Regions from separate parts of the Mus musculus genome. Here region 2 is linked to region 1. Evidence: chromatin contacts called from public HiChIP or PLAC-seq data. All regions are on one chromosome and are shown on one strand. The core of a region is the stretch at or near the end of the contact, and the rest is flanking DNA. Distances in the headings are between cores, read along the strand shown.

Evidence for each region. HiChIP or PLAC-seq counts read pairs in DNA pulled down with a chosen protein or histone mark.
Region 2: an H3K27ac HiChIP or PLAC-seq map of extraembryonic endoderm stem cells shows a contact between it and region 1, with 2.1 times the contacts expected there. The contact joins two enhancer-like sites. A contact is called at or near these places in 2 of 115 datasets of contacts at active chromatin or transcription factors (extraembryonic endoderm stem cells and large pre-B cells) and 1 of 9 other capture datasets (embryonic stem cells).

What each region holds. Positions count from the first base shown.
Region 1 is chr1:152,582,801-152,588,456 of GRCm38.p6, forward strand. It overlaps Rgl1 (ral guanine nucleotide dissociation stimulator,-like 1), which reads right to left. Exons shown (of 18, transcript NM_016846.4): 3 at 3,607-3,815. Among named protein-coding and RNA genes, the nearest start is that of Rgl1, 40 kb to the right of the region's middle. Within about 2 kb of position 2,786, at least 30 of the 459 cell types and tissues checked have an H3K27ac peak or open chromatin away from gene starts, as enhancers often do. A contact at or near this core is called in extraembryonic endoderm stem cells, where this site is marked.
Region 2 is chr1:153,354,043-153,359,698 of GRCm38.p6, forward strand. No RefSeq gene overlaps it. Among named protein-coding and RNA genes, the nearest start is that of Lamc1, 24 kb to the left of the region's middle. Within about 2 kb of position 2,064, at least 12 of the 459 cell types and tissues checked have an H3K27ac peak or open chromatin away from gene starts, as enhancers often do. A contact at or near this core is called in extraembryonic endoderm stem cells, where this site is marked.

The sequences.
Region 1 (5,656 bases), core at 1,536-4,035:
AGAAAGCAAACTAAATGGGATTTGTTTCTCTGAACTCCTCCACCAGCACATATTAGAACCCTCTATCACCTTGTATGGTGACTTAGCACTTGCAAGCCAGCCTTATCTTTTGCAGGAAAATGTCCTGAGGAGTGGGTCTAAGTCTAATGGAGCTGGCCTTTGCAATCTGAGGGGTTCCCCTAAGGGAAAGGAATATGAAATTAAGAGGCTAGCGTCATGGGGAAGAGCTCCAAGTGAAGGGCCACCGAGCTGAGGCGCCACCAGCTCAAGCAGAATCCATCTTTGAACTACCTCAGGGCAGAGACTAAATCGTTCCTATCTGAGTCCCGTCTATGTGAAGACTTGCAGAGTGCTTGCTGCGGGTTACATTACACAGGTATCCGCCCTTAATCCCCTCATTGAAGAAACAAGCAACGGATTGAACTCTGAGATCACACTCAAAGCCAGCTTTAAGCCTACTCACATGGCACAGACTAAATCTTAACTCTTCATTCAGCTGTACTTCAAATGATAGTTTGAATCCAATGCAATCTAAATTCATATTAGATATACTATATAATCATTGTTATCAACTTAGTGTTTTTTTTTAAATCCCAATGATTCTATCCATAGAACAAAGAATAGATGTTTTTAAAAATCACCAAATAAAAAGTCATAGACTAAACACTCTATTTCCTGGTGTGTGTGTGTCCAGTCTTTAAGACAGGCAGCTGGAGCTTCCGTGCACCCTTTACACACTGTGGACATCTGTGGGCTATTATCAGTGAAGTTACCTCCTGTGGAGAAGAGGTCACTGATTCAAAGGGAACTTGTAAGAGAATTTCATTTCCAAATACTGACTGCCAACAATTACCAGGCTCCATCTTTTTTACAGCTATGAAGTACTGAAAAGAGAAATTTCATTAATTCTCCAATTTCTACTTGCACAAATGAACTATTACATAAGAACTGTGATATTTAAAAAAAAAAAAAGACCCACCAAACTTACTATTCCAGGCTTAATATTTTGTCAAGTACTGTCATGCAGAAAATGACACATCTTTACGCCATAGCACAGGACACTGTGGGCAGATCAGTGTGCCATAAAGAATATATGCTTTATGAGTGACCCTAAATATAAACACTGAGCCAATAATTTCTCTGCATGTGCACCCATAAAAACACAGATCCAGTGTTTAGGAGCTTGTGCCCCCAAAGTGTCTCTGTGTTAAAACCCGATGCCCAGGGTGGGGTTAGCGCAGGTGGTGGGGCCTTTACATGGCATTCCACTTGGCCGTCCTCAGTCCCCTCAGGAGGAGAGAGGAGAGGCTCAGCCTCCTTCTCTTCACTCCGTACTCAGAGGCAAGCAGCTTCGCTCCACAGTACACTCCCACCATCGTACAGTGACCTGTGGCCAATCTATCACAGGCTGAAACCTCCAACACTGTGGGTCCCAAATCAACCCTCTCCTGGCATAAGTTGATTCTGTCAGGTCTGTGTCACGGGGACAGAAAGCTGACAAACACTACTCTTGTCAATAGCCTTAACCTGGAATAGAAAGGTCTTTATTCAAAGCCTTTCTGAAGACAGAAATATTTCATAAAATAGTTAAATACCAATTCTTAAGGAACAGACTTTAAAATCTAAGAACAAATTAGGAAAAATATTCCCAATATAATTATAAGCAAAAAATCAAATTTCTTTAATATACAAAGAATTATAATTTGACGACTAATAATTAGATTAAAGTAGTTCAAAGGAAAAGAGTATAGGATGGGAGGAGTTCACACCCAACTAATGGTGTGGCTTCTGAAACACCAAACACTACTCATAAACATGAGAAGTTCGAGTCACGGAACCATTTTTCAATGGACAGATCAGGTAAAGACAGCTCAGGGGAGGAGACAGAACATCGGGAACTGGGGGTGGGGGTGGGGGGCTGTGGTAGGGAGTGCTCAGAACAGCAGTATGGCTGGTGGAACCTTCTGGAGGCGCAGATGGCAGGCTCCTAAATTCCTATATCCTGGTGTAGTTACTCTTCCGTGAAATTACACTTTAGGAATCTCAGAAAGCTTGCCTATGTATAAAGACGACCCTTGTGGTTGGTTCTGTTCTCACAGATTTCTCAAAACAATTTGAAAAACTAAAAAGTGCTTAATTCTTTGCCCATGAAATTATCAACTCCGTAAGTACTAGAAAGGCACTAGAAGAGAAGCTAGAAACCCTACCCACATGTGCTTATTTGGAACTAACAACGGACATTTCCTGTACTTTAAATATGGCAGCCACTGTCATGAGCCTTTTACAAATGCCGAGTCACTGAATGAGCCCACATATCTCCAAGGTGGATCAGTGTGTACAAATAAAATAGGTCACTCGGTCACTCTGACTGATCTCATTGTGTCATGTATGCGCTGTGAATCTATAGAGGCAGGCAGGGCTGTCACTACTGCCGAGCCTGGGGCTGTCTTACAACGTACTTAATAAACTCTTCTGACAAATAAGTCTATAAAGACAATATATACGGTGCACTGTATATTAAGAATGTAAATATACAAAGCTTTTTCATGTATATATGAAATTTATATTTTAAAACCTAAAGTGTTCCTTGAGTAAGACAGCAATTTGAGAAAACTTTAGTATTTCTTTTCATACTTGCCATCATAAAGGAATTTTTAACATTTTCAACATGATTGTGTATTCCTTTAAAATTAAATAAACACACACACACACACACACACACACGCACGGGCAAAATAAGCCTAACAAAAGCACTGGATCCCACTTCCTTCCTTAGGCAGGAAACCTCAGACCACAAGGACCTGAGTGAGAGTCTCAGGATTCTAAAACAATTGTTTGGCTGACAGTTTTCTTTGTCCCAGGACTAAGTCAATATAACAGTATGTTTACAAAGTGCCTAAGTTTTCCTATAAATAAAACAAAGGTAAAGGGGAAACAAAGACTGTCCTACATGAGTCACAGCATACGCTGCTGAGGAGCACAGACATCACTCAGGCACACGGCCATAAGCACTGACTCCGCAGTGATTGTTGACAGCCCCGACTGCCACTGCCAGAGCCTCCACTCATCTGGATCCTACAGATCTAGAACGGAGCTCCATACTTCATATGTGTGAGCACATTCAGTCCCCAGAACAAGGAGAGTCCTAGCTGGATGAGTACTTGTAAAGAAATTAAAAATTAATCTGTATCAAATGTGAAATTAAGAGTAGCAAACAGATATTGAAATTTATAAATAGTTGAATCTATGTTTATAAAACCTACTTTTAATTCTTTTGTTCATTTTTTTTTACAGGTTATTGCTTAGTTTTTCTTTGTTTTTGCTTTTGCTTCTGAGACAAAGCACTGCTATGAGGTCCAAGCTGGCTCAGCTTCTCCAATACCAAGATTAGAAGCATGTGCCACCATATCCAGCCTTTACGAACGTTCTAAGAGGGATTTCTTTACCCTAGAAATAGACCACAGAGTTGACATTCTGTATGCCACTCATTCCAAAGGTTGGCTTTTCCAGTTCATCTCTCCTTCTTCCTCCTTCCCAGACTCCCAAGTGCCCTTGATTCAGAGCCACACCCTTAGGTTCTCCTCGACATCCGCCCTTAGATCGTACCTGTCCAGCAGCAGCTCCAGCACTTCCTTAGTCGAGGCAAAGCCTCTGTATGTCGACAAAAAGATGCTGATGTAGGTAAAGTCATTGTCCCCAAAAGCCGTCAGCAGGTTCTCCACAAGCTTCTCCAGCGTACCAGCTTTGATGGTCCTGATCTTGCAGGTCTCGTACTGACTGACTGTGTGTCCTGGAGGCAGCTGGTCCCCTTCAACCTATGGGACAGATTCATTATTAGCATCAGATGGCATCACTCCCTGATGTAAAACTGAAAACACTGAAATGGTCAGCATTTCAGTCTTCTCTCATGCAGCTGAAAGTCCTGGAAGGCAGTGTGGGCTTCTGTGAACTCAGTGTGGCAGAAGGGAGGCCGTGTAGCAAGTGTGTGGAGGTAGCGTCCCATTCTTTCTGAAGAAAGAAAGATTCTTGCTTTGCAGCAATACAATGGCTTCTCCTTACATCACTGGTGACAGCAAGGGTGATGGCAATACTTTATCAAAGACGTTGTCTGTCACCGAATGGAGTTTAGCAAATTGTCCACTATCTGATGTTCTTTGTACTGTTAAAGGTATGTTTTCAATCTCATTTTTAAAAACGGTGCCTACCATGGTATGCCAGAAGAGTCGATCCATAATAGTTCTGGAAATATGATTGTTCCAAATTTATACACACACACCCACACCCACATATACACATTTACATATACAACATATACATACACACATATTCATATATATTATACACACACAGCATAGGGTTTACGTGAGCCAGATGGTATTATGGTCACAGCCTGAAAAAATTAGCAATGGAAGAAGTCTGTTCTCCATGGTTCCCTATGATCTGACAGCCGTCAGTGCACAGACAGCGATGAGTCTACTTTCATACCTCCAGCAACCAAGGGATCTGGGCGAGAACCACCTGCGCTGCAAAGCCTGAGGCTTATCCCAGGGAGCAACGGAAAGTGTGGCGGGTACACAGCCCTGCTCTCGGGAAATCTGCAAACACCGGAGAATAAGTACGTCTGAGAAAGCTAGCACAGGAAAGCAAACCTAGAGTTATCAGTCGATATCACTATACATTAACACACGTAAACCACAACGTGGAAAGATTGGTGATAAAATGGGAAAGGCTTGAAAATCAAGGCTGAGGGGAGAGAATCAAACTGCAGAAAAATAAGGGTGTGCCTTGCATTCTGAGTAAATCTGCACCCTGCAAATTACATGCAGATGTGGTTTTCCAAGTTGAACTCCTTCATGGATGCTAAGGAAACTGACCTACCAAGAAGAGCTCTGCAATAAATCTGTTTCCAAAGCAAATAATTAGTCTCAATGCTGCATAGATTCTCATTGGTGCAAAAAACTACCAGGCAATTCATCTCACTATAAATTGAATTACTCAATACTGACTGCCTAAAGTCCTAAATTGAAATATATACATACAGAAATCAGAGTGACAGCATATGAATCTCCAATAATGACAGTTGTGACTACTGAGTTCTGGCCCTGTCAGAAGTTAAACTGCAAGAAGAAAATTAACCCAGAAAGACCCACATGGTGGCATCCACTTTTAGGTTAGAATAGCTTAGTGTCACCATGTCTAGCTGCTGATAGGAACTGATGCGAGGACCACAGTGTATGAGGTGCATGGCTTTGTTTCTTACTTAATTTTTTAATTTTCTAAGGAGGTGGCTGGAAAGATTGTTTAGCAGTTCATGCTTTCTGCTCTCCCTGAAGACTCAATTTCAGTTCCCAGAACCCATGTCAGGCAGCTCGCAGCTCACAACTGCCTGGAACTCAGGCTCTAGCCTCCATAGGCATAAACACACATGTGACACACATGTGTACATCACACACACAAATACATACACATAAATAAAAATGTAAAAATTATAATAAATTATAATAATTTTCCAAGGACATAGGTCTGAGGCAGGAAAAACAGGAGCTTTTCTGTAGGGCTCTTAGGACTGTTGGCTCTGCGCACGGTCTAGGTGCTCTCCTCTCTCTGTGCTGGCTTTTCAACAAGCGGAGCCACAGTGTCCATCTGTCCCCAGAAC
Region 2 (5,656 bases), core at 814-3,313, 770 kb after region 1:
TTCAAGTTCCCGGATTGTCATTAGCTAGAACCAATCTATAACTGAGTAGCAGCAATATTCCTTCTTAAAAAAGAAGCCCTTGTGAGCGGAAGCAGGGATTTTATTGTTGGCTAAAAGAAAGCCCCTGTCTTTGAGTCTCAGCCCAGCCTCGCCTACCCACTGGATCCAATGTGCTCAGACCATGGAAACATCTGGAGTGGCCACGTTTCCTTACTGAGGCCAAAACAAGTTAAGTGGTGTGCAGCTTTGTCTCACCTCCGCCCTGCATCTCTCCTGGGAGGATGCAGCCCGTGTTTACTGAAATAATGTGCAGGAAACAAAGATAACACAGAAAGTAGGTTCTGGAGGCCCTTCAGGATCGATTTTCAAAATAATTCATAAAAAAAAAGTTAACATAATTGACTGTTTTGTATTCAAGACTGGCTTCATTGTCCTCAAATACACTTTTAAATATTTTTAATATATTCGTGAATTAATTCAGCTTGCAGAGAATTGTTCTGTAATAAGAAAAGATAATTGCTAGATGGTTGGATTTTTTTTTTCCCTTCAGTGACTGACTTTATAACTTTTGGCAAGTCACTTGACCTTTTGACAGTGAGGTCCTCGATTGTGAAACAAGGAAAAGAATGTTTAACTCTTAGAAGAATAGTATCAGGGCTTGTTCAATCAAAGGCTCTGAAATAAGCCTGTGCCCTTGGGGAGAAGGTATTCACAAACACTGAGTTTGAATAATTAGTACTATTTCTTTTGAATAGAATAATTTGCTGTCTTTATGGTGAGCAACCCTCCATTGTACATTGTTGCAGAAGATAAAAAAGGAAAAGAAATATGATCCTTCCCTTCAAGGAATTCCCTATCTCAGGAGGAAGACAAACAATGAACTCATAAAGGAGTGCAATTTCATAAATGGCCAAGGGAAATACTAGAAGAAAAAAAAGAGGGGGAAAAAATCTCAGTTTGCCTGCTGGCTGGAGATGCAGCTGGCTTAGCATGGCCTGAGAACTAGGTTCAATGGAAGCACGGGGAAGTTACCTGAATTAACTGCTTTACAAAAACATCCAGGGCTTCCATTGACTCTTCTCTCAATGAATAACTTCAACAGCTTTCTCTCCATGCATGCTGCGTAAGGAAAGACGTGGCTTTCCTGTTGAATATTTTATTTATCACAAGGAAGTGATGTCTGAGAGAACTGGCCTGGATCTAAACCACTTACATTTAATTACTGATGTGTGACTTGGGCAAGCTCCTTAGTCACTTAATGAGACTTCTTCGTCTGTAAAATGGGATGGGTGGTAGCATTCTGTGGAGGGACTGAAAACTGCAAGCACTAAAAGTACTTAGAAGTGGCCGCTGCTGAAGTGCCCAGGAGAAGTGCACACCGGCACATGGGTGTGTCTTTCTCTCAACTTCTCTCTGTCTTATCCTTCATGCTCAAGTCTATGCTAAAATCTCCTCACTATAAACTCCACCAGTGCTTCATTTAAAATGAGGAAAAGTGCCTTTGGGGCTGGTACAGGCTCTGTTCTGGAGTTGGAATCCCAACTCACGACTGCCAGGAAGGCTAGTTGCAGGGAGGGAGCCCCAACACTCTGGCCTCTGTGGGTACTTGCATTCACACACACACAGAATATTTAAAAATAAAAAATGTTGAAAATGGTTGGTACAAGCAGCAGAGGAACAGGAGTTAAGAAAGGAAAAATTCCTGTCATGTCTTTAGTGAGCTTGAGGTTGACTTGGCCTGAAGATAAACAGGTCTTGACATCATATCTGTCCGTCACGTCATTGACCTCTCTTTGTCTCTGTCTCTGTCTGTCTGCCTGCCTGCCTCCCTCTGTCTCTGTGTGTGTGTCTCTCTGTGTGCATGTCTGTGTGTCTGTGTGTCCCTCTTCTGTTTGAGACAGGAGGTTCTTGCTATCCAGACTGAGTCTCCTGTCTCAGCTGGGATTCCAGGCCTAATGCACAGCTGTCGTTTCATTAAGGGGTCAAATCAATAAAAGGAGGCTTCTCACGAGCTCCTGTGTATTTGGTGGATACATGTCTCCTATGGCAACAAGCTGAGAGTACCAGAAATAGTTTATTCTCCCTGATAGAGAGATGGAACAGATGCTGCCCACCAGAAGCACTGTACTGTGCTCTCACCAGTTTGCGTTGTCCTGTGGGTCAGAAGGCTTCTGGACTCCAGTGATCGAGATGTAGCAGGACATCCTCTATAAAAGGAGATCTCACTATGCCTGGAAACTGCCTTGAGAAGACAGAACATACTTGGTGGTTAACGTGTGCCTTGAGCAACCTATAAAGCCACTGGTGTTAAAAGCCATGATGAAAGATGGCTGGCAGTGGCTTCCACTGCCGTGACAGTCTCTAGTGTCTGCGTGGCTAATTTAGAATTCTCTAGAGCCTGTGGCAGGCCTAAACGAGAATAATAATCCTATCAAGAACCCAATTTTATCATCACAAAGACATTCTCTCTTCAACAAATACCTATTCTCTTTTTTGATAAATAGCTCTTAATTTGATATCGGATCCTGATAATGACTATTTGACTGTAGACATGCAGAGATTAGTTAGTTGGGTTGCTTATCACCAGCTGGGCAGGATTTTCCTTCTCTCTAATCCGAGATAGTGCCCTGGAGCAGGGAGCGGCCAGCAGCATTCCGTCACTGAGGGATACAGCAATGGAGAGTTTGGTCTGATGTAGGTCCTTAAACCTGAGACCCTCTCATTAGCCACAAACTGGTTCCCCTCCTTCACCCCACATAGCATCATGATATCCATAGGCATGATAAAGTGAGGAAGAAAATCTCTAACCAACTTACAGGTTGTGTTGGACTAGATACCAGCACTGTGTGGCATTAGATGCACCCAGAGTGGCCCTGGAAAACACTCCCCTTCCTGCTGGGGAGAACTTTACTCAGAAGTGTAGTTGCCTGCTTCCTGGGATCCCCTGACAGCCATCAGTGACTTGTGGATGGGACCCAACATTTTGGCTGAATGGTCAGGCACTTGGGGAAACATGAACAGCGAATATTAGCAACCATGTGCAGAAGCTACTGACAATATACGAAATTCTTAGGCTAGATTCAGAATATGAGGATATTTGTATTCCCACCAAAGTCTGTAAGAGAGTTCGGCAGGTAAAAGCACTTGCCACAAGTCTGGTGACCTGAGTTTGATCACGGAGCCCCCACATGTTGTCCTCTGACCTCTATATATGTGCTGTGTCACACAGGATAAACAAACAAACAAATGAATATATGAACCTAGCTTGGGGGTGGGTGGAAACAGATCATTCAGTTCTCTACCCCACCCACTTGTAAAATCAACTGAGCACATGTCTGTTCTTGGCTGTCAGTCAGTTAGTCAAACTCCTTCCTCAGTATGCTAATGGTGCTTCCTGGGAACAAGTAGTTAGCTACAACAATAATAGTGGAGACTGTATATAAGTACAACAAAATGGGGGGCTCCCTTTCAGAGCTATGTATGTTAGCTACTGTTAGATGCCTAGCCCACTTAGCTCATAGATTGGGCTGAAAATATGGTGGCTTGAGCAAACACAACACAGGGATAAAGTGTATCTCTCGCCTATTAAAATACCACCAGGCAAGAGGTGTGGCACATGTCTGTCATCCCAGCTCTAGGGCCTGGCAGCTGGAGCTTACTGTCAGCCTCAGTTATAATATTGCAAGTTTGAGGCTAGCCTAGGCAACATAAAACCTTGTTTCAAAAACATGTATCAGGCTGGGGAGGAAGCTCAGCAGTTAAGAGCACTGATTGCTCTTCTAAAGGTCCTGAGTTCAAATCCCAGCAACCACATGGTGGCTCACAACCACCTGTAATGAGATCTGACCCCTCTTCTGGTGTGCCTGAAGACAGCTACAGTGTACTTATTTATAATAATAAATAAATCTCTGGGCCAGAGCAAGCAGGGACTGAGTGTACAGGGCCAACTGGAGCAAGCGGGGTTGACCAGAGCGAGCAAAATTCAATACCCAACAACCACATGAAGGCTCACAACTATCTGTACAGCTACAGTGTACTCATTTACATAAAATAAATAAATAAATCTTTAAAAAACAAACAAACAAACCATGAATCACTGAATGAATGAGTGAACCCCAGAAGGAAGTGCTAGGTAGTATGGTGCTTTGAGTATCAAGGACCAGGCCTTTTCCTAGTTGTCTGCTGTTTTCAAGATACCATTGTGTAGCTTACTTTTCTCGATGTCATCTTGTAGTTCAAGGTGACTGCTCTGGCTCTCGATCTCAGGCCCCCACTTTAGCCAGCTGACATCCAAAATGGGAAGGGAAATCCAGGAACTTTCATTTAATGTCATAAACTTAAAAATGTTTACTGCCCATAGCCCATTTGCTATAATTTAATTGTGCAGTCAGAATGCAAGGAAGGGCAGCTGAGAAATGTTGTTTTTATTTTGTGATTATTGTATAATCAAGAAAGAATAGATTGAAAATAGCTCTGACCATCAATGCTTGGTCCGCATTGAATGACTCCAGTACTAAGGCTGAAAGGGCTCCTGCTCAGAGGGTGACGGGGGGCATTGTCTACTGTGGTAAGGATAGAGGTAAGTCATAGTCAGAATAACTAGCTTTCTCGTCACCACTTAGCACATTCCTGTCAACAATAGTATCTCAGGGTTTACTGGATGTCCTAACCCGGTTACTCCTCAACCCGATAGCCACACACACAACACTCTGCAGAGAATTTGTTCTATTCAAAAGAACAATGAGCTGATAGTAAGATCTCTTTATCTCCCCTCCTGTAAATGTCCCTCGGTGTAGACTGGCCTTACAGGATAGTGGAGCAGACAATGAAGTGGAGTTGACGAGTGATTTCTCCCATTGCCAGTAAACCTGACCTTAGGGACCAAGGCAGTGAGAGTGGCATTTATGTCTAAACTCAGTGGCTCACAAAACCTTTGCTTTATGCCTCTGTAGCTCTGTGCTCGGCAGTGTGTGCTCTTAGCTGCTGAGCCGTTTCTCCCGCCCTTGTCTTGCTTCTTTTGCAAATCTGTGTGAGCCTTTCTTTTCAGTTCTTATCATTAGATGCCAAGGGCTTGGGTATACCTGGTTCATATTCTGACCACCAGTAACAATACTGCATAATGAATAGAGCCTAAAATGGTAAATCAAGAAACAGCAATAAAAATATAATTTTAGAGAGATGGAACTGACCTGGGTATGGTGACTCACACTTAAAATCCCAGTACTTAGGAGGCTGAGACAGGAGGATCTCCCATCAGTTTGAGGCCACCTTTGGCTACAAAGTTACCAGACCAGCCTAGGCTGCAGAGTGAGACTTTGTATCAAACAAACAAACAAAAAAATGTATCTGAATAGGAAAACTTACAGCTAAAATCGATAGAATGGTATCTATTCCTAGAGCTACATCTGATGTAGACAGGACACCCTGGTGATAAATTCCTGGTGAGTGCAGTTTGCTATATTATTGCAATGCTGTGCATATAGATTTTATATAAATAAAAAGTTAAAATTTCATATTTTGAGGGGGAAAAAGTCAAGGAATTTAGCATTTCATTCAAAACTTAGGGGAAAACGGGGCATCAGGGTGGTTCACCAGGTAAAGGTTACTGCCACCAACATTTGTGAATGGAGTTCAAGTCCTAGGACCCACATGGTGG